Regions from separate parts of the Pan troglodytes genome. Here regions 1 and 2 are each linked to region 3. The links are chromatin contacts, called in public Hi-C and HiChIP or PLAC-seq maps. All regions are on one chromosome and are shown on one strand. Each heading gives the region's core, a stretch centred on a gene start, on an enhancer-like site or on the middle of the called end of the contact. The rest is flanking DNA. Distances are from core to core; before and after follow the strand shown. Region 1 holds the start of UQCR11 (ubiquinol-cytochrome c reductase, complex III subunit XI). Region 2 has its middle 17 kb from the start of TCF3. Region 3 holds the start of ATP8B3 (ATPase phospholipid transporting 8B3).

Evidence for each region. Hi-C and Micro-C count contacts between places; a contact is called where the count stands out from the background. HiChIP or PLAC-seq counts read pairs in DNA pulled down with a chosen protein or histone mark.
Region 1: an H3K4me3 HiChIP or PLAC-seq map of stem cell-derived excitatory neurons shows a contact between it and region 3, with 4 times the contacts expected there. The contact joins the promoter of UQCR11 here to the promoter of ATP8B3 in region 3. A contact is called at or near these places in 1 of 7 Hi-C or Micro-C datasets (stem cell-derived neural progenitor cells) and 1 of 1 datasets of contacts at active chromatin or transcription factors (stem cell-derived excitatory neurons).
Region 2: a contact with region 3 is called in a Hi-C map of stem cell-derived neural progenitor cells, with 3 times the contacts expected there. The contact joins the enhancer-like site here to the promoter of ATP8B3 in region 3. A contact is called at or near these places in 1 of 7 Hi-C or Micro-C datasets (stem cell-derived neural progenitor cells) and 1 of 1 datasets of contacts at active chromatin or transcription factors (stem cell-derived excitatory neurons).

Annotation. Positions count from the first base shown.
Region 1 is chr20:3,895,435-3,899,722 of NHGRI_mPanTro3-v2.0_pri, reverse strand. UQCR11 (ubiquinol-cytochrome c reductase, complex III subunit XI) reads left to right here and starts at 1,772. Exons shown (of 3, transcript XM_001148727.7): 1 at 1,772-1,979. The coding sequence starts at 1,930.
Region 2 is chr20:3,959,273-3,963,027 of NHGRI_mPanTro3-v2.0_pri, reverse strand. No RefSeq gene overlaps it. Among named protein-coding and RNA genes, the nearest start is that of TCF3, 17 kb to the right of the region's middle. Within about 2 kb of position 2,092, at least 5 of the 24 cell types and tissues checked have an H3K27ac peak or open chromatin away from gene starts, as enhancers often do. A contact at or near this core is called in stem cell-derived neural progenitor cells, where this site is marked.
Region 3 is chr20:4,109,029-4,112,986 of NHGRI_mPanTro3-v2.0_pri, reverse strand. ATP8B3 (ATPase phospholipid transporting 8B3) reads left to right here and starts at 2,530. Exons shown (of 28, transcript XM_054673270.2): 1 at 2,530-3,081; 2 at 3,384-3,779. The coding sequence starts at 3,532.

The DNA of each region.
Region 1 (4,288 bases), core at 523-3,022, 210 kb after region 3:
TGCAATGGCGTGATCTCGGCTCACCGCAACCTCTGCCTCCCGGGTTTTCAAGCAATTTTCCTGCCTCAGCCTCCCGAGTAGCTGGAATTACAGGCATCCGTCACCATGTCCGGTTAATTTTGTATTTTTAGTAGAGATGGGGTTTCTCCATGTTGGTCACGCTGGTCTCGAACTCCCAATCTCAGGTGATCTGCCCGCCTCAACCTCCCAAAGTGCTGGGATTATAGGCGTGAGCCACCGTGCCCGGCCACTGGCGAACTCTTACATTGTGGCATCTGGAAACTCTGGGCTGACATTCCAGCAGCCCTTGTGTTCCTGTCCTTTCTCTTAATAGTCTCTGTGTCAGCCCCTGCATCCCACTTTTTTAAGTTTCCACCAATGGGAAGAGTCTTATTCAGGTGCTCTCTGATCCCAAGCTCAAAAACCCCAAGCCAACTGGAAAGTTCTACAAACAATGCCCAGGGCCGGGCCCGGTGGCTCACACCTGTAATCCCAGCATTTTGGGAGGCGGATCACTTGAGGTCAGGAATTCAAGACAAGCCTGGCCAACATGGCCAAACCCCATCTCTACTAAAAATACAAAAACTAGCCAGGTGTGGTGGCTCACGCCTGTAGTCCCAGCTACTTGGGAGGCTGAGGCAGGAGAAGCTTGAACCCGGGAAGCGGAGGTTGCAGTGAGCCGAGATCGTGTCATTGCACTGCAGCCTGGGCCACAGAGCGAGACTCCGTCTCAAAAAAAAAAAAAAAAAGAAAAGAAAAACAGTGCCCAGACTGTGGTGTCCAAAACCTACTTCCGGCTCCCACCCTGAGTCCTTAACCAGGGATAGGGATGGGTTAGCACCCGCAGTCCCCAGAGAGCTGCAGGCTTGGAGAGTACTGAGGGGCTGACCCCAGGAGGACAGGCCAGGCTGGGCAGAAGAACCCACGGTGTCCATTCCTTATCACGAGGCCTGCAAGTGACGCTGGCGCCCGAGAGACAAATCACGCCCAGTGCCCCGTCTAGGCTATGGCCTTTCCGTTCATGCTGTAAAGGTGCCTGTGGGTCAGGCAGTCCAGGAGGGCTTCCTGAGGGAGGCAACTCTTGAATATGGGGGAAAAGGCACAAAAGTGCAATGGCGGTGTCTGGGAATATGCCCCTCTTCCTTCTGCCCACACCGGCCCGGTGTGCAGGGGGAAGGCTGGAAGCTGGGAGCTGAGTGAGCGTGTACGGTGCTGCGCCGGGTTGTGGGAGAGCAGAGGAAGCAGGGACTGGAGAAAGGCGAGCCCAAGCGAGCCTGGTGCGGTGGAAAGCAGGAGGCAGAAAGACCTGCCTGTCATCAGCTAAGAGCATCCAGAGACGTTCACCGAGCAAGGAGCCAGGCCACCCTCTGCTGCCAGAATGAGGAATAACCCAGGCTCGCAAACGGAAACCTGCAAAGAGATTTCCGACAGGGCCTCCAAGCAACGGGCAACGCTGAGGCTCAGGCAAGCACTGCCGCTCGACCAAAGTCCTACAGCGAATCAGGAACAACGCCTGACGCCTCCAAAAGTGGGCTCCAATCCCAGCTCTTCCCTTCTGTGTGACTCTGAGCAAGACCCTTCCCCGCTGGACCTCAGTTTCCTTCATTGTAAATAACGTTCTGGCACATACTAGGCGCACAAAATCACTGGCAGGTAGCCCCGCGGAGCCCAGAAGCACATTCGGCCGCCAGACCACGTGGCCAGAAAGCCCCGCCCTAACACCGCCCACTCCGGACCACTTCTCCGCGGTCGTCCAACCCTCGCCGGAAGTTACTGTAAGTGGCTTCCGGGTCTGTGCGCACAGTGGCGGATGATGTTTTTTTTTCCTTCCCCCCCGCCCTCCCCGCGCGCGTGCGCGCCGCGGCCGCGCCTGCGCAGTGTAGCCGGGTCAGCTGGACAGGGTCATCCTGAGGGTGCGACGCCGCCGCGATGGTGACCCGGTTCCTGGGCCCACGCTACCGGGAGCTGGTCAAGAACTGGTGAGGACGCCGACTCGCGGCCCCATCCGCGCTCCCGCCTCGGCCCAGCCCCGCGCCGCTGCGTTCCGTATTTGTGCGCGTTTCCGGGGGCCGGGCCGGGCCCAGGTCCCTTGTTGTGCCCGGTGACAGAGGGGGAAACTGAGGCAGAGAGGCGGAGCGGCGCGTCCCGGCGTGAACGGGACGTGACGGACCCAAGGCCAAACCCCAGCTTGCCCGGCTCCGCGGCTAGGCCGCTCCAAGCCTCAGTTTCCCCATCTCTACCGGGGGATCCGAATGGTGACCCCCTGGACGGAAACGCCCAGAAGGTGCCGAGTCCCGATCCCCAGCCCAGCACTCGCGGCATCTTCGGCCTTTGCCACTATTTTGGTTTTTATGATTTTTAACAAGGAGCGTGAAAGCTTCAGCTGCGCCTGAGCCCACGTGGGCAGCGGGAAGGCATAGGGGTGGCCCCCATAGAAGCCGGGCTGGGGGTGGCCTCCGTAGGGTTGTCTGGTGTTTCCACGTGGGGTGCTAAGAAGCAAGGCCTTGCTGGGTGCGGTGGCTCCCGCCTGTGATCCTAGCGCTTTAGGAGGCCGAGGCAGGTGGATCACCTGAGGTCAGGAGTTCGAGACCAGCCTGGCCAACATGGTGAAACCCGCGTCTCTACTAAAAATGCAAAAATTAGCCAGGCGTGGTGGCGGGTGCCTCTAATCCCAGCTACTCGGGAGGCTGAGGAAGGAGAATCGCTTGAACCCGGGAGGAGGAGGTTGCAGTGAGCTGAGATTGCGCCATTGCACTCCAGCCTGGGTGACAGAATGAGACTGTGTCCCAAAAAGAGAAAAGAAAAAAAAAGCAGCAAGGTCTTAGCCGGGTGCAGTGGCTCCGGCCTGTGATCCCAGTGCTTTGGGAGGCCCAGGCAGGAGAATCACTTGAGCCTGGGAGTTCAAGACCATCCTGGACAACACAATGAAACCCCATCTCTACAAAACAAAAAATTATCAGGGCATGGTGGCACCTGTCTGTAGTCCCAGCTACTGGGGAGGCTAAGGTGGGAGGATCGTTTGAGCCTGGGAATTTGAGACCAGCCTGGGCAACACAGCAAGACCTTATCTCTACAAAAAAATTTAGAGCTGCTGGGCGCAGTGGCTCACGCCTGTAATCCCAACACTTTGGGAGGCCGAGGCGGGCAAATCACCCGAGGTCAGGAGTTTGAGACCAACCTGACCAACATGGAGAAACCCCGTCTCTACTGAAAATACAAAATTAGCCAAGTATGGTGGCACGTGCCTGTAATCCCAGCTACTTGGGAGGCTGAGGCAGGAGAATCGCTCAAACCCGGGAGGTGGAGGTTGTGGTGAGCTGAGATTGTGCCATTGCATTCCAGCCTGAGCAACAAGAGCGAAACTCCGTTTCTAAAAAAGAAAAAAGCAAAGGCTTATGATTGGCAGTGTGTCCGGAAGCCAGAACATACTTCCTCCATCCCAGACTGGGGGACAGGTCGGGGACAGGGTCTGCACGGTGGAGCTGACTGGGACCTTCAAGTGGAACGTGATGGTGCCGGTGGCGTTTTACAGCGTGGGTAACTCAGGCCTGGGATGAGGAAGCCTGCTCCTAGCTGAGAACCCAGTGGCCCATGGTAGCCAATGCAGCCCCTCCCGGGTGCAGCAGGTCTGCTTCTTCTGTGTTCAGTCACAGCGGGGACCACCCGTCATCCGTGCTTTCATCCAACAGCAAGCATTTATTTATTTATTTATTCATTTATTTATTTAGGGACGGAGTCTTGCTCTGTCGCCCCGGCTGGAGTGCAGTGGCGCAATCTCGGCTCACTGCAAGCTCCGCCTCCCGGGTTCACGCCATTCTCCTGCCTCAGCCTCCCAAGTAGCTGGGACTACAGGTGTCCACCACCACGCCCGGCTAATTTTTTTTGTATTTTTTAGTGGAGACGGGGTTTCACTGTGTTAGCCAGGATGGTCTCGATCTTCTGACCTCGTGATCCACCTGCCGTGGCCTCCCAAAGTTCTGGGATTACAGGCATGAGCCACCGCGCCCAGCCCAACATTTATTGAGCACCTACTATGTGTTAGGGACACGCCAATAGACCGAACCCTTGTGGGCGGACATTCTGGTTGGTGGGCAAGGAAAGGTAAAGAAACGAGACCTGTGGTGTGGGGCTGACCTAAAATAACGAAGCGGGAGAGGAAGGGGTGCAGACACCTGCGTGCGAGGGGCCGTGCAGGGCTGTGCCACCAGGCAGTGGCTTTGGGAGGCTAGGGAGCGGGTCTCATCCCCAGGAGGCACTGTGGGGTTGTGTCTCAGAGTCTCAGACTTAG
Region 2 (3,755 bases), core at 843-3,342, 150 kb after region 3:
TGTCGCCCAGACTGGAGAGCAGTAGCGATCTTGGCTCACTGCAACCTCTGCTTCCTGGGTTCAAGCGATTCTCCCTGCCTCAGCCTCCCGAGTAGCTGGGATTACACGCACGTGCCACCATGCCCAGCTAATTTTTGTATTTTTAGTAGAGAGGGGGTTCCCCTATGTTGGTCAGGCTGGTCTCCAACTCCTGATCTCAAGTGACCCACCAGCCTCTGCCTCCTGAAGTGCTGGGATTACAGGCGTGAGCCACGGCACCCAAACTCAAAATTTTAAATAATTAGGCTAGTGTGGTGGTACACGCCTGTGGTCCGAGCCACGTGGGAGGTGGGAGGATCACTTGAGCCAGGAGGTGGAGGGTGCAGTGAGCTATGATTGCACCACTGCACTCCAGCTTGGGTAACAGAGCAAGATCCTGCCTCAAAAGAGAAGAAAAAGAGTGGGCGGGGCGCGGCGGCTCATGCCTGTAATCCCAGCACTTTGGGAGGCCGAGGTGGGCGGATCTCCTGAGGTCGGCAGTTCGAGACCAGCCTGGCCAACATGGTGAAACTACTAAAAATACAAAAAGTTAGCCGGGCATGGGCCGGGCGCGGTGGCTCACACCTATAATCCCAGCACTTTGGGAGGCCGAGGCAGGCGGATCGCCTGAGGTCAGGAGTTCGAGACCATCCTGGCTAACAAGGTGAAACTCCGTCTCTACTAAAAAAAATTCAAAAAATTAGCCAGGCATAGTGGTGGGCGCCTGTAGTCCCAGCTACTCGCGAGGCTGAGGCAGGAGAACGGGGTGAACCCGGGAGGCGGAGCTTGCAGTGAGCCAAGATCGCGCCACTGCACTCCAGCCTGGGCGACTGAGCAAAACTCCGTCTCAAAAAACAAACAAACAAAAATTAGCTGGGCATGGTGGCGCACACCTGTAATCCCAGCTACTCGGGAGGCTGAGGCAGGAGAATCACTTGAACCCGGGAGGCGGAGGTTGCAGTGAGCCAAGCTTGTGCCACTGCACTCCAGCTTGGGCAACAAGAGCGAAAGAAAGAAAGAGAGAGAGAGAGAGGGAGAGAGAGAGGAGGGAAGGGAGGGAAGGAAGGGAAGGAAAGGAAGGAAAGGAAAGAGAGAGAGAGGGGAGGGAGGGAAGGGAAGGAAGGGAAGGAAAGAGAGAGAGAGAGAAGCGAGGGAAGGGAGGGAAGGAAAGGAAGGAAAGGAGAGAGAGAGGGGAGGGAGGGAAGGAAGGGGAGGAAAGGAAAGAGAGAGAGGGGAGGGAGGGAGGGAAGGAAGGGAAGAAAAGAAACAGAGAGAGAGAAGGGGGGAGGGAGGGAAGGGAAGGAAAGGAAGGAAAGGAAAGAAAGGAAAGAGAGAGAGAGGGGAGGGAGGGAAGGAAGGGGAGGAAAGGAAGGAAAGAGAGAGAGAGCGAGAGAGAGAGAGAGGGGAGGGAGGGGAGGGAGGGGAGGGAGGGAAGGGAAGGAAAGAAAGATAGAGTGGCAGAGACTCTGTGATTCCTGTGAGCCCCAGAGGCAGGGACCCCATAATCCCCAAGGGTCCCTGCAGCTCCCAGAGGCAGGGGCCGCTCCCAGGGCAGAGACCCTGTAACCTGTAACCTGAGGGCCAGCACCCTCCAGGCCAGGTGAGGAAGGCCCCGGTCCTCACCCCCTCACCGCCTCCGTAGTTTCAGAGCTACTGCACCTTTAAAATCATGTGCCAAAATTAGCAGCTCTGCTGTCATTAATATGCAAAAATGCAAATCAGGAACTGATTAAGCCCCAGCCCCAGAGGATGTTTCTACAGTGATGAATTCTATTGTCTGCGAGGGTGGTGGGTGGATGTGCTGGTAGATCCCGGAAGGGAGGGTCCTTGAGGGGAGTCCCAGCTCCGCCCCCCTAGTGCACACACAGCCCCTCCCAGCTGCCCTCCCCAGGACCAGTGGGTACGGGCAACTGGGCCAGGTTCCCTGTGTGACCGGGGAGTGTGGCTGGGGGTGGCCCGGGGAGGGACTCTCAGGGCCCTCACCCTGCCTGCTCCTAACCCGGGGAGGACTCTCAGGGCCCTCACCCTGCCTGCTCCTAACCCGGGGAGGGACTCTCAGGGCCCTCACCCTGCCTGCTCCTAACCCGGGGAGGGACTCTCAGAGCCCTCACCCTGCCTGCTCCTCCACCCGGGATTCCCCTGGCCTCTGCCTGCAGAGTTTCAAATGCCTGTAAGGCGATTCCTTCGAAATTCTCCTTCCCCATCTGGCTGGGAGCCCCGACGGGCTGAGACCTCTGCCCTGTGGTTCCCCAGAGCACCGCTCTGAGAGGGCTCTGCAAACACCCTGCATGTGGGGAAATGCAGGCTCACAGGGGAGCGATGCGCACAGGGTCCCCAGCCCGTGAGAGGGTCCTGGGCTCCTCCCGGTGGGTTGAGACCTTCATGCCAGCACAGAGGCGCTGGCTGACGCAGGGGTGCAGGCAGCAGGGAGTGGGGTGGAGCGGGAGGTCTGGAAGAGAGGGTGCAGCAGTGTAACCAGCCCCTGTCCGGGCCAGTCAGGGGAGGCCCCAGTGTGAAGGGGAAGGAGAGAGAGGCAGAGACAGAGGGAGACAGAGAGGCAGAGAGAGACAGAGAGAAAGACAAGAGATAGGAACAGAAAGAGAAAGAGACAGAGAAGCAGAGAAAGAGACAGAGAAGAACAGAAACAGACAAAGAGATAGAGAGAGATACAGAGAGGCAGAGAGAGAGACAGGCAGAGAAACAGAGAGACAGAGAGGCAGAGAGACAGGCAGAGAGAGACAGAAAGAGATAGAGAAAGAGAAATAGAGAGACAACGAGAGAGATGGAGACAGAGACACACACAGACACAGAGAGACTGACAGAGACAGAGGGACAGAAAGAGATACACAGAGACAGAAAGAAACAGAGACAGAGACAAAAAGAGAGACAGAGATGGGGAAGAGAAAGAGACAGAGACAGGGAGGCTGACACAGAGAGAGCACAGAGAAAGAAGACAGAGAGAAACAGACAGAAAGAGACAGAGACAGAGAGACAAGGACAGAGATGGAGACCAACCGAGAAAGGCTGAGGGGGACTCAGAAGGGGACCCAGAGGCAGCGTGAGCCGACCCAGCGCCCTCCCTCTGCACAGGCTCCAGCTGGCCTGGGGCCAGCCACCAGCTGCTGCCTCCCGCCCACCCTCCCCCACGGCCAGAGCCCCAGCTGCCACCGCCACACACACGGCCACCCTTTGGCGGCCCCACCAGCTGCCCCGGGACCCCACGGCGCCCTGGGCCAGGAGGAAATACCTTCGCCTGGGCCGGGGCTCCCAGATGCCTGTCAGGCCGCCCTCTTCGGAGCCTCAGTTTCCTCACCTGTAAGATGGGGAACCCCCCAACTTAGCCTGTGCATTTATGGAGCACCTACTGTGTGCCAGGCCCCAGCTGGATGCTGGAGGTGTGGGGCGGCCAGGCTGGGCCCAGGGCTCCCCTTACAGAGCCAGGCAAGCCCCACAGGCGCAAGGGGGAGAAACAGGGGCCTGAGAGTGGGAGGAACGATAAACTGATGATACACCGGCAAAGGGGCCTGAGAGTGGGGAGGAACGGCTCCCGGCCGAGGGACATCCTGGGCACAGACCCTGCGGTCACAGGGAGAAAACGGTGTCCAAGCAGCAGCGAGGAGGTGGCCAGCGCAGCTGGAGGGAGGTGGGCAGAGGGGGCTCGGGAGGCCGGACATGGAGGGCAGTGGAGTCTTCCGAGACAAAATAAAGCTCAGGGTCGGCCAGGCGCGGCGGCTCAC
Region 3 (3,958 bases), core at 1,281-3,780:
ACAAAAGCTGGCCCAGGGCTGGCTCCCCCGGGGCTGGGCCACACCTGCTGTGGGGTCCCAGTTCCAGCCCCGGATCATGGGCCACCATCCTGCAGCTTCTAGTGCCTCTCGGACAGCGGGTGGTGTCCCCAGCCCTGTGTGGAGCTGGGCCCTGTGCACAGAGCTGGCTTCCCTCTCTGCCCTGCCCAGAGATAAGGACTGCACACAGATGGCGAGAGGGGGTTAAAGAGACTGGGAGCTGCTGCGTGTTGCCCGTCAAAGGATGGAGTGCAGACACGGAAAGCTGCTCCGGCCCTTGCCAGGAAACGCCACACATTGTGTAGTGCACGCACGTCTCGGGCAACTGTGGTTGCATCGGGACCCCATTTGGGAATGGGAGGCCCAGGGGTGTTTAGGCCCCACTTCCTATTGACCTCAAGTAGAAAAAGTGATGAGCCTTGCGGGACAGGACCCAGCAGCTGGGGGCAGGTTGCCTGGAGTCGGTTTCCTGCCACCCTGGTCTTGGGCTTCTGCTGAAGGGCAAGGCCAAGGGCACAGGTCCCGGGGTGAGGACGTGGGGGCCCTCCCCAGAGGACTCCATCCCAAGGCTCCCTTCCCGGTTCTGGGCTCTGCGTCTCTCCAGGGCCCTCCTGGGGGACCGTGGTTAGGCCAGGCCCCTCCGCCCTCGAGGGCTGTTCTTGTGACTAGGGACTCTCCCACCTCTTCTGTAAAGGAGTTGTTCTCTTTTTCTTCTTTATTTTTGAGACACAGTCTCGCTTTGTCACCCAGTCTCAGCTTGCTGCAACCTCTGTCTGCCGAGTAGCTGAGATTATGGCCGTGCCATCACACCTGGCTAATTTCGTATTTTTAGTAGAGATGGGGTTTCACCACGTTGGCCAAGCTGGTCTCGAACTCCTGACCTCAAGTGATCCACCCGCCTCGGCCTCCCAAAGTGTTGGGATTACAGGCATGAGCCACTGTGCCCGGCTCTGTGTTCTAAATAAATGGCGCAGGCGTGTATTCACTCTGTTTCTGTGCATTCCCATGTGATGTCTGCCTCCCCCTTCCCAGAACGCACCTGGTGCCTCAGGACATAGCCCACGGGGGGTCCCAAGGCTGGCCAGCCCTGGCTTCAGCCCCCAGGGACTCCCTTCAGCTTGTGAAGCCACCTGTTGCCACTGGAGGCTTCAGGGCCTTTGCACAAGTGCCCTGGGGAAGCTTCTGCCCCCAGATAGTGCCTCCTGCGAAGGCTGGGGTGGGGGAATCTGGTCCTCACAGCTGCACCCAACCAGGTCTCTTCTAAAGTTTATGAGAACAGTGTGTTCAAACCCCCAGCCCTGGCTTTTTTTCATAACCACTGAGCAAGCAAGCACAGGGGAAGTGTTGAAGGAATGAAAGGAGAGAAGTCAAACACAGTGGCCTACCTGCCTGCTTGTGGTCCCAGCTACTCTGGAGGCTGAGGCAGGAGGATCGCTTGAGCCCAGGAGGTGGAGGCTGCAGTGAGCTCTGATCGCACCACTGCACTCCAGCCTGGGTGACACAGTGAGACTCTGTCTTTAAAAAAAGAGAGGTTCCCTGGCAGCCTCCAGGGCCAAGCAGGCTTCCAATTTGGGCTTCCAAAGAAAGAGGGTTTGTGATCACCGAGAGCCCTCAGGTGGTTGCCGCTTTGATGGGGGAGGTGGCCTCCCTATCCCCCTCCACCCATGTTTGCCTCTCCCTTTGGGCCCTCACCCCAGGTAGCCTCACTCTTGGGGGCATTTCATCTTCAGCAGCCCCTCCGCACACACTTTCTGACCCTGGCTCCAGGCCCTATCGCTGGCCTGGACCCGCCCTAGCCTCGTCGCTGAACTCACCCCTGCCACTTCTTCAGTAAGGATCCCTGAGCCCCTGCCACCTGCTGGAAAGAACCCTGCGGGCTTCCTCTTGGCCTTAGGGTGGTCTCAATGGCTATAACCGCCTCTCCCCAGCCTGGTGCTCAGCCCTGCATCTGCGCCTAGGAGGCGCTCGTTGAACGTGTATGGGATGAATGAACGAACCCAGGACACGGATCAGACTTGACTTACATAACCGCCGTTACCTGTGGTCCTTCCTCCTGCACTCTGCCACGCTGGCCGCACCAGCCTCAGCCCCGTCAGGTCTGCAAGGCCCATTCCGACCTGACCCAGGCCCACCTTTCCAAGAACCCTTCCAACCCCGCCCTGCGGTGCAGGTTCTTTCTGCTCCCTGACCAAGCCCGGCCCGGCCCTGCCCTGACACCCTCTTCCCTTTCAGGCTCCGCCCCTGCACTGGCACTGCTCCCTAAGGCCCTCCCAAGGCCCTGCCTTCTGTCCTGGACCCACCCTGAGCGCCCTCCTACCCTGACCCTGCTCTGCGCGGCCCCGCCTTCCTCGTTTGTCACGCCCCCGATCCCAGCCCCGCCCCTACCTTGACCCTGCTTTGCAAGGCCATGCTCAGCCCCGCCTCCCTCTTTGGCCACGCTCCGGGTCCTGGCCCCGCCCCTACTCTGACTCTGCTCAGCGACACCCCCGTTCGGCCCCGCCTTCCTCCTTTGTAACGGCTCCGGATCCCAGCCCCGCCCCTACCATAACACTGCTCCGCAAGGCCATGCTCAACCCCGCTTCCCGCTCTGGCCAAGCCCCTGAGTCCTGGCCCCGCCCCTACTCTGACTTTGCTCAGCGAGACCCCGCTCGGCCTCGCCTTCCTTCTAGTCCCTTCCCAAAAGTCCCGGCCCCTCCCCAGACCCAGGCACTGCTCCCGAGCGTCTTCTATCCTCGCCTGTTCTGCGAGGCTCTGCGAGGCCCCGCCCTTCTGCCGTGACCACGTCCCTGGGGCTTGGCCCCGATCCTGCTCGGCCGTGCTCCGCTCGGCCCCACCCTCGAGGCCCCGCCTCTTCTTCGCCTTGGCCCCACCCACCCCTCCAGGCCCCGCCCTCGGCCCCCTTCCGGGCTCCGAACTGGCTCCACCTTCGCCTTGGCCGGGCCCCGAGGCCCCGCCCCGAGACCCCGCCCCCCGTTTCAGGGCCGTTGGCACCGGGCTAACGGTTCCACCACGTCCGCCGCCCTGGACGCCCGCGGCCTGCCCCTCCCTGCCTCTCCTGCGCCGGTGAGCGGCGGGTGCTCCCACTGCTGTGCGTCCCCGGGAGCCCGCGCACCCTCTCTGGGCTCCACCCAGGCTGAGAGCTGGGGTCGTGGCGGCGGGGGTGGAGAGCGCGCCCCTAGAGGTTCGCGCGGTCGGGGCCCCGGGGCGGGTGCAGACAGCCCTGGACTCTGGAGCCCTGTCCAGGGCGGTCCTGTACCTCTGCGGCTGCGGGAAGACGGGGTGGGGGGCTTCCGAGTAATGGGGCATCCCAGTTAGTGAGGGGGCAGGAAGCCAGCGCTGTGTCCGTGTCTGTTTCTGCCCCCCAGATACACTTCGAGTGGATTCTGGCCATTTGAGCATTCTCTCCAGCTCTCCAATCCCCAGTCTGCCCCCACGGGGGTCTCCCCCACCTCTCCCCCGTCCCACAGCCTAAACCCCTCTTCGCCCTGAACCTCCCTTTTCCTCATGCGGTGAATGGGCACTGGCCCCGCTCAGACTCCCAGGAGCACCAGAGCTGGCCCTGAGCCAAGCCCTGCCCCACCAGGACCTGGGGACACGGGTGACTCAGACGTGACTCAGGAAGGCTCAGGTCCTGCTGGCATCCGCGGAGGTGAGACGGTGATCAGAGCTGGGATGGGAGACTCCCCAGGCAGAGGGGCACCCGAGAGGAGGCACAAGGCCCAGCCTGGCCGGGCTAGGAAGTATGAATGGAGACCAGAAGGGTGAGGACGGGTGTATCGGGTGGCCGGAACACAGGGGCAGGGGCTTGGCGGGGAGGGCACTGCTAGAGAGCTGGCAGGTGGGGGGCCAGTTGCTGGCGTCTAGGGGTGGTTTGCCCATCCTCATAGGGGGCCAAACCAGGGCCCCCGGTGCAGGGCTAGAGCCAGACCCACATTCCTGA